Linked DNA regions of Mus musculus: all the other regions are linked to region 2. Evidence: chromatin contacts called from public HiCAR-type and promoter capture Hi-C data. All regions are on one chromosome and are shown on one strand. Each heading gives the region's core, a stretch centred on a gene start, on an enhancer-like site or on the middle of the called end of the contact. The rest is flanking DNA. Distances are from core to core; before and after follow the strand shown. Region 1 holds the start of Zfp994 (zinc finger protein 994). Region 2 holds the start of Zfp160 (zinc finger protein 160). Region 3 holds the start of Zfp758 (zinc finger protein 758).

Region 1 (2,846 bases), core at 179-2,678, 1.2 Mb after region 2:
GAGAAAATATCAGAAATAAAAATGTCTCTTTTCCTCTAAGCATGTAGGCTCAGACACATGAACAGTCATTCTCCCTTGAACTCTGAGGAAGAGCTAGGGAGACTTCAGGAAAACTATTGTCATTAACAGAAACCAGACTGCTGCACTGTCCAAAAGAGATCTCTGCCAAAAGCCCTGTCTGCAGGGTCTAGGAATTCCCATTTCTCCTACTAGAAGTCCACAGACACAGCACTGAATGATAACAAACCCTAAAGTAAAAAACAACAGCTTGGCCACCTATGTGAGGGCAAAGTGCTTTCCTTCAACCAAAGAGACAATTTTCTGATACAGGGAAGTGATCATAATTATTCAAAAGATGTTTTCTAAAACTTTATTTTAATCTATAGTCTGGTTTAAGAGACTGCAATATTGGGCTTGCCTGGACCCAAGGAGTAACATAAGAACTCAGCATATGAAGACATATTTCTGAATGTTTTACTTACATCCTAAACTGCATACAATTCTGATTAAAAAGTTCATGGCCACTAAAAAGTCTGCTTAGTAAATATTAGTGTTTACACCCATAACAGTAGGGCTCGATAAACTATATTTTTGGTTCAATAAATGGGCACTGTTTCCTCATATAATATTATATGCAAAGCTCTCTGTGGATGCCTATTAACCGGGCCAAAGGCATTCTCTTGAACAAGCAATTAGTAAAACAAGGCAAGAAAGCAAGAACAAATTTACTTTCCACTATCTTTGTAATTGTCATATTAGGAAATAGATAATGCAACCGCTCTATAACAAGTTTTTTTTTCTTCGTGTTTTTATTGGTTTTTTTTTTTTTTTTTTTTTTTTTTTTTTTTTTACATTTCAAATATTATCCCCTTTCCAAGTTTCTCCTCCACAAACCCACTATCCCCCTGCCTCTATGAGTGTGCTCCCCCACCTACCCACTCACTTCTACCTCAGCGCCCTAGCATTCCCCTACCCTGGGTCATTGAGCCTCTACAGGACCAAGGGGCTCCCCCTCCCAGTGATGACCAATAAGGCCATTTCCTGCTAAGTGTGCAGCTGGAGCCATGGGTCCCTGCATGTCTACTCTTTGGTTGGTGGTTTAGTCCCAGGGAGCTTAGGTTGGGGCGGGGAGGGTGTTCTGGTTTACCAGTGATTTTATGACTGAATATTCCAGTAATTGTAAAATACATTTTTAAAGAATCACGATAAATCCCAGGTCACAGGATCTGAAACTTCCGGTCAGTGGTAAGAAACCAATGACAGAACTGTGAGAGCGGCGTCCTTAAGAGCAGCTGAGGAAAACACCCCGCTGCTCCGCTCCCTCCCGTTTCCCAGCCCCGCAGCGCCTCTAACCTGGGACCTTTCGGGGCCGCCGGGCTGCTGTGCCAACAGTTGCACTGCCGACTGCCGCCTCCCCAGGCCCTCCGCCACGGAAATGCTTCTGAGGAGACTTTTCCGGGTCCAGAGACAGCTAGGACGCAGAAACCGAAAGGTAGAAAGTTGATTGGTGGAAGTTCCTGTCACTCCGGCCTGGATCTTAGGAGCTGTTCTCCTAGACCCGCCCAATAAACCATACTTAGGGTCACGTGGTTCCCCCAAACACTTTGTGAGCAAGCGCTTTCTCAACCTTAATTTTTAATACTTTTTTTCCTGTCTGGTCAATGTCCTGGTCTTGCCTTTATCCCTGCCCCGGGGATTCCATTCCCTCCCACTCAGTCATTGGCTTCCTGCCTCACAGCTCCACCTGTGGACCTGCTCTGCACAACCTCCCTGCTGCTTGCTGACAGACTAGGAAAAACTGGTTCTGTATGATGCTGCACTCTGACATCTGAGAGGTAGTTCTGAAACCCTCAGATAATAAATAGGCAGCCCAACTTCTTAGCTTGGGACGCTAGCCTCCTCGGCTACAATCGCACAGCAAAATATAACCTAGGCGTTAAATTCCTTTTCTTTTTTTTTTTAAAGTATAGAATAGAGTTTATTTAGGGCATGCGGATGGGAGTTAAGAGAGTAGTAGAGGCAGAGAAAGACAGAAGGAGAGAGTAGGTAAGTGGAGGCTGGCCATGCCCTCCTGGAAAGAGGGTGGAAAGGAATGGAGGGCAGGGAGAGGCACTAGGGAGGTAGAGGCAAGGGAGACAAGAGTTTAAGAGATAAATTCCAATTTCTTATGTTGCACCCCAACACACAATACTAAAAATGACTCACAAAGTTTGGCTTCCTTCCAAACCATGTATCAAAGCATACATGAAGTATAAGAGGGACCACTGAGATGAAAATGTGGATAAAGACAGATGGGACAGAGAATGATGGGAGGGTGCTCTGCAAGCTCTCTGGGGAGCTCCAGGGACAAAGGTCACTCTGTAGAAACAAAAGCTGTATAACAGGGTAGTGGAAAGCACTGATAAAGTTAAACTCCAAGATATTTGTCATGGCCACAATAGCAAAGAAAATAGATAATGCAAATAGTTTGCACAAATATTTTCCTATAAATTGTCTGACAATCATAACATGAATGAAAACACCAGCGTCAGCCCCAGTTCCTGTAAGCAAAAATACAGTGATAGTACAACAGAATTTTGATAGCCAGGAAAAATAAAATGCCTTCTGATCTGAGTTTATACTACTTAAAATTCCATGCAGATGGGATTCATGGATTCGGGATCAGAATGGTAAGGAAAATGGACATGGTAATACTTGAATTCTCACGGGAAAGGGCATTCATTTTATCACTCTGGTCTGTAGCTCAGAATCTGGTACTTGGGTAAGGAATGCATTGAATATATAGATTTCTGTTGGTAGGATGGCCAATTTTACTATGTGAAGCCTCCTCATCCACAAGCATGGGA
Region 2 (2,986 bases), core at 117-2,616:
TTCTCAAGAGCAATACCATATTTTAAATATCTTTGTTTCCTCTTCTCTTTTTCTTACCTCTGCTTCAGATTTAGGGGGGCAACCTGCCCAAGGACATGGCATTTTGAAGGACATTTGCAGAGAGGATGTCCAGACTCTGAGCAACTGCTTTCAATAGGATGAATAGCAAATGACTTTCTACTAACATAATGCATATATTAAAATGTTCAGCAGGAAGTAGTAGGGATCATGAGACAGTAGTGTAGGGTGAAATGATTACTATTCATTATATATTTAAAAGTATGTATCTGAAAGTACTTTGCAATGGTGAAGTACCAGGGAAACTCAGTGCATCTCATTATTCTATACTGGTGATAGTTTGTTGAATTCTATGTGTACTTCCTTTGGAAATGTTTGATGAACTGTAGATATGCTACATGGTGGAAATGAGAAGAAATATTTTTCATTAGCCATTCCTCAAATTATTCCCGCTGACCTTTGACAGTTACATCTGCAGACTGCTGTCACAAACATCCTTTAGAACACATGTACTTGTATGCAAGAGTTTGTTTCTATTTAAAGTAGATACAGTAAGAACTTTCAATGAGAATGCCAAAATAGCTTATATGCTGTTTCAAACTTTCAAGCCAAAAAGCACTTAAAATATTTTTAAATTGTTATTTTTATTACAAAGAGAAAAGTTGGCACTTAAAAAAAGAATCGATCTTCAATGCCAATCGTTCATGACCTTTGTGAATGCAATTCTCTTTTGTAACAGAAAATATAACTTTTAAAATAGGTAATTGTTTTTATATATAAAACTCTTCGAATTAAAAATAAAATCAATGCTTGCTTATATTCACCATCGTCCCCGACTCTCCTACCTATGCATGGTTACTGATTGACAATGCTCAGGAGCCCTGCTCCTTAGAGCTAGGAACCTGTGGGAGAATAAGGAGGGACTGAGAACTGTGCACCAAGAACACAACCTACTCTGAATCCCCTTGTAGAGCCAGACCCATGCCCACTTGTACTTGAGCACTATCCTACTCTCCAATGCATCCCCACACTCCCTTCTAGTCCATTATTTGGTTTGACCCTCCACCCCCACCCCGCTGTTTTCCGAAACAGTTCTAAGCCCTCACCACGCCATTCTCAGCATTCAGGTCCTCTCTAGCCCATAAACATTTCTTTAAATACTGTCCCCTCCAAGCAACAGTTTCCTGTTCCAAGTCCCACTAGCACGCAGTGGCCAGCATGCCCTAAAATTTCCTTCTCAGAGCAGCTTCCTTTCTAGGTACCGCCCCTTGTTAGCGTCAATCACTTGTTCTCTGGTCCCGCCTTATTTTACCCCGGATCTGACCGCGAATGCTGAATGCACTCCTGCGCAGCGACCCGGAAGCGGTTTTGCTCTGCATAAATTTTGTAGCTGGGTGAGTTTTCCCAGATTCTTTAGGCCGGTTGCTGGCACTCAGAACCCGGACCTCTGCCCTGGAGTCCCCATCTTGTGTGCAAAGCTCCACTCGGTGACGCGGAGAGCTGCGAGACTGAGGAAGTAGGAACGTGGGAGAGAGAGATGGCAGCGGAGCCAGGGGAGGGGATGGAGCCAGGAAGGAGCGGGGGCACGGATTCAAAAGCTTCAGCGGTCGGGGAGGAGACATGACTATCGTTTGTGCGGGCAGTGCCAGGTGATGCGGTACTAGAGAGTGCCGCGGGTGACAGAATAGCAGAGGAGCAGCTTGCCGCGGCGCCTGGTGGAAAGGAAAAAGAAAGCAGGGTCTGGAGATGCTGGCAAGAGTGGAGAGGAGGGTGAGAGAACAGCTAAACTGCCATAATGTGTGACAGAAAGAAAAGCAGGCGATGGAAGCGAAAGGGAAAGTATCTGGGGAGAACTTCCAAGACCAAGTTCTCAGACCAAGTTCTCAGCACAAAGATTTATTTGTCTTAGAGGTACAGAAGGCCCGGATAAAGGTCAGAGACAGGAGATAGAGGAAGAAGGGGAAGGGAACAAAGAAGAGGGCAGAAAGGGGCAAGAGAGAGGGGTTAGGAGTATTTGTCCAGAAGTGGGACAAATGACTGTTTCTAGATAGAGAGGAGACAGATGTGACCCATAGGCAAATGGCGGCTTATAGAGGTAAAATGAGAATCCCCTTATTAGGACGAGGTGTTTAGCTGGCACATTAATTAGGTGAGCCAGAGGTGCCTTTCGGTTGCCAGACTTCAATGCTTTGATAGCTGGGCCTTCATAGTAAGTGTCAGGAGGAGGAATTGGCCAAATAAAGGAATAGACTTTGGGTGTAGCTTTAGGAATGTAATCTGAGAGTTTTTAGCAAGGCAGAGAGAGGAAAGGGGCAAGGCCTACCAGAGTCATGGTCACCATGCTGGAGCTGGCAAAGTCCCTTCAGAAAGTGTGAATAAGATAGTGCAGAATGAGGGAGGGGCAGGCTGGATAAAGCAGAAGTTGATGGAATAGTAAGGTTATTATTACTGAGCTTGTCTTTGTTGTTGAAATAAAAAAACCCTTAATTTTTGTTTGAATTTTAGTGGTATGGAAGAGAGTTGCAAAACTTGATCTGATGGGCATTAACTGGTATTGTGTTAGGCATGGTGGCACAGATCAGTAATGCCAGCATGTGGGAAGAAAGCTGGGGTAGGAAAATGGAGACTTTAAAGGTGGCGTGGAATACTAAGACAAATAACTAAGACACTTTCTCAATGAATAAATACTGTTGGTGTTTACTGATCCTTTATAGTCCTTATACAGCCAGAACTAATGTGAGATTTTTTAGACAGTGTCACCCTTCTTTGACAGGGGTAATGTGTGGAGGAGCTGTGGGATTCTTCTAACCCCCTAACACTTAACTTTTAGCATAGAATGTGTTGCCTCCGGTCACAGTAAATGTGTGATGTTTTTTCTCCTTCAGGCACCAACTTAAGTACTTTAACTCATATCTTTTTTATTATTATTATTTTATAGACATTTTTATGAGATATTTTCTTTATTTAC
Region 3 (2,735 bases), core at 46-2,545, 1.4 Mb after region 2:
CTCTTATTCTTCTAGTGGTTGATCCTTGTGGATCTGCCATGATACTGGGACACTCAAGCAGCTACATCTTACCCATATGCTGTCTTGGTTCCAAAAGGACCCGACTCTCTCTTGTTTACTCTCTTCCTATGTCCAACCTGAAAGTCCCATGTACTCACCCAGTGATTGGCTCCTATATTCATTAGGGGACTGGTTCACAAGAACAGGCCCATCCACAGTAGAGGAGGAAGAGGAAGAAGAAGAGGAGGAAGAGAGATAGAGACCAAAACGTTTGGATTATATAGGGAGGCACCTCTAGTGGAAGGGCAACCAGGACCCTGGGCTGAAAAGTTAGGATTGAGGGCAGGGCCTCTCAGGTTGGTAGAACCCTGAGGTCAGGTCTGCTTTGATATTTAAAATATGCACCTCAGTCCATTGTCCTGGCATCCAAAACCAAACAGTATCAAAGGAGACAACTTTGGCTAGGTGCTTTCTTGGCTCCCGCTTCTTCTCTTGCCCCCTATTCTCTCTTCCCTTCTCTTCCTTTGTCCAACTCCACCTCTCTCTTTCCAATCACATCCTGGTTAAGTCTGGACCCTTACTTTCTGAGTCAGTCAAGTCTGCCCTGGTTCCTCTTTTTACTTCTACCTACAAAGCCCTCTGAGGATGCCTATTTCCCAGGCCATAAGCCACTCTCTCCTGAGTAGGCAAATGATGGGTCAAGGGAGTTAAGAAATCTAAGTTCGAGAAGCTTTGTAACTGCTGTTACAAAGAGAACCCCGTGTGCAAACTACAGTACTGCAAATGTTCTACGACACTATTTTCGGAAATCATTCTGGTAACCATAAGATAAATGAAAACAAACAAACAAACAAACAAAGCACGATACACCCAGTTCATAGGATCTCAAACCTCCTGACAATGATAAAAATCCACAGCATAATTGTGAGCGCGGCGTCCTTAAGAGCAACTGCAGAAAACAAGCCCCTGCTCCGCTCCAGCCCATTTCCCAGCCCCGCAGCTCCTCTGACCTGGAAGGTTCCAGGGCCGCCGGGCTGCGGTGCCCCCGGCTGCGCGGCTGATGGCTGACTCTCCCAGGTCAGCACAGGAAACCGCATCTGAGGAGAGTTACGGCCTTCGAAAAGAACCAGGCCAGGGTAAGTCGCCCGCAGTGGGAGTAGAGACAACTTGGCTCCAACAGGTACCTAAGGGGACGCGGTTCCCAGTCTCTGGCCACGATCTTTGGAGCGGCTCCCCTAGCCCCGCCCAGGACACCACGGTTCCGGTCACGTGACAGCGCTAACGCCTTCAGGCCCGCCGCTTTCACTTCCTTAATTACGTTGGTAGAGTCCGTCCAGCTGCGTTCTCTTCTAGGTCGCCAGCTCCAAATGTCCAGGCCAGAATGACGTGAAAAGCCACCACTCCCCTTGCTACCTGTGTAATCCATGTGTACTCGAACTGAGCGCTGGTTTTTCGGCCCCAGTTTCCTTCGGAAACCGGAAAGCTCCTCAGACTCTGTTTTGTGGCTGCGGACCTGGGAGAGTCAGCAGCGCAGCCCTGGAAGGTCCCAGGTCAGAGGCGCTGCGGGGCTGGGAAACGGGAGGGAGCGGAGCGGGGAGGTGGGGGGGGGGGGGGGGCTTCCGCAGCTGTTTTTATGGACGCCGCTCTCACAGTTCTGATGTGGATCTCTTACAGTTGTCAGGAAGTTGAGATCTTATGAACAGTTGGTCTATCATGGTTTTTTTTCATTTATCCTCCAGTTAACAGAATATTCAGTCGTAAAATAACTCATTAAAAATGATAGACCAGTTGTATTATCTGCTGTTTGCTATTGTGTCAATCACAAAGCTTACGGAATGTAAATTTATTCATATTTTCTAACTCCTGTGTTTTACTAATTGCTTATTCAAGAGGATACGTTTTACCCTGCTATGTAGAACTTTGTGTATATAGTAATCATATGAAGAACCAGTGCACACTTTTTTGAACGAGAAAATATACTTTGTGTTATGCTACGGCTATGATTGTAAACATTACTATTTACTAAGCATACTTTTTATTGCCCATGAATTATTCGTCTGAGTTGTATGCAGTTTAGGATGTAAGTAAAGCATTCAGAAATGCGTCTTCATATGCTGATTTATTTTTTAAATTGCCTAATTTTTACTAGATATTTTCTTTATGTATATTTCACATGTTATCCCTTTTCCTGGTTTCTCCTCCGAATACACCGCCTCACCCCCTGCTCCCCAACCCACCCACTCCCACTTCCTGGCCCTGGCATTCCCCTACACAGGGGCATAGAACCTTCATAGGACCAAGGGCCTCATCTCCCATTGATGACCAACTAGGCCATCCTCTGCTACATATGCAGCTGGAACCTTGAGTCTCACCATGTGTATGTTCTCTTTGGTTGGTGGTTTAGTCTCTGGGAGCTCTCGGGATACTGGTTAGTTCATATTGTTTCTCCTATGGGGCTGCAAGCTCTTTCAGCTCCTTGGGTCCTTTCGGTAGCTCCTCCATTGGGGACCCTGTGCTCAGTCCAGGGGTTGACTTCGAGGATCTACCTGTATATTTGTCAGGCACTGGCACAGCCTCTCAGGAGACAGCTCTAACAGGCTTCTGTCAGCAAGCACTTGATGGCATCCACAATAGTGTCTACGTTTGATGACTGTATATGGGATGGATCCCCAGGTGGGACAGTCTCTGGATGGTCATACCTTCAGTCTCTGCTCCACACTTTATCTCTGTAACTC

What was found. HiCAR-type assays count read pairs that join an accessible place to other places. Capture Hi-C pulls out chosen DNA fragments and counts their contacts.
Region 1: a contact with region 2 is called in a HiCAR-type map of astrocytes, with 5 times the contacts expected there. The contact joins the promoter of Zfp994 here to the promoter of Zfp160 in region 2. A contact is called at or near these places in 1 of 115 datasets of contacts at active chromatin or transcription factors (astrocytes) and 2 of 9 other capture datasets (adipose tissue and liver).
Region 3: a contact with region 2 is called in a promoter capture Hi-C map of liver, with 5 times the contacts expected there. The contact joins the promoter of Zfp758 here to the promoter of Zfp160 in region 2. A contact is called at or near these places in 2 of 39 promoter capture datasets (hippocampal neurons and liver), 1 of 484 Hi-C or Micro-C datasets (B cells), 1 of 115 datasets of contacts at active chromatin or transcription factors (astrocytes) and 1 of 9 other capture datasets (liver).

The regions. Positions count from the first base shown.
Region 1 is chr17:22,224,186-22,227,031 of GRCm38.p6, forward strand. Zfp994 (zinc finger protein 994) reads right to left here and starts at 1,429. Exons shown (of 5, transcript NM_001205095.1): 1 at 1,354-1,429.
Region 2 is chr17:21,007,575-21,010,560 of GRCm38.p6, forward strand. Zfp160 (zinc finger protein 160) reads left to right here and starts at 1,367. Exons shown (of 5, transcript NM_145483.2): 1 at 1,367-1,412.
Region 3 is chr17:22,360,158-22,362,892 of GRCm38.p6, forward strand. It overlaps Zfp758 (zinc finger protein 758), which reads left to right and starts at 1,296. Exons shown (of 3, transcript NM_001347330.1): 1 at 1,296-1,550. The coding sequence starts at 1,425. It overlaps Zfp944 (zinc finger protein 944), which reads right to left and starts at 1,243. Exons shown (of 6, transcript NM_176962.4): 1 at 1,011-1,243.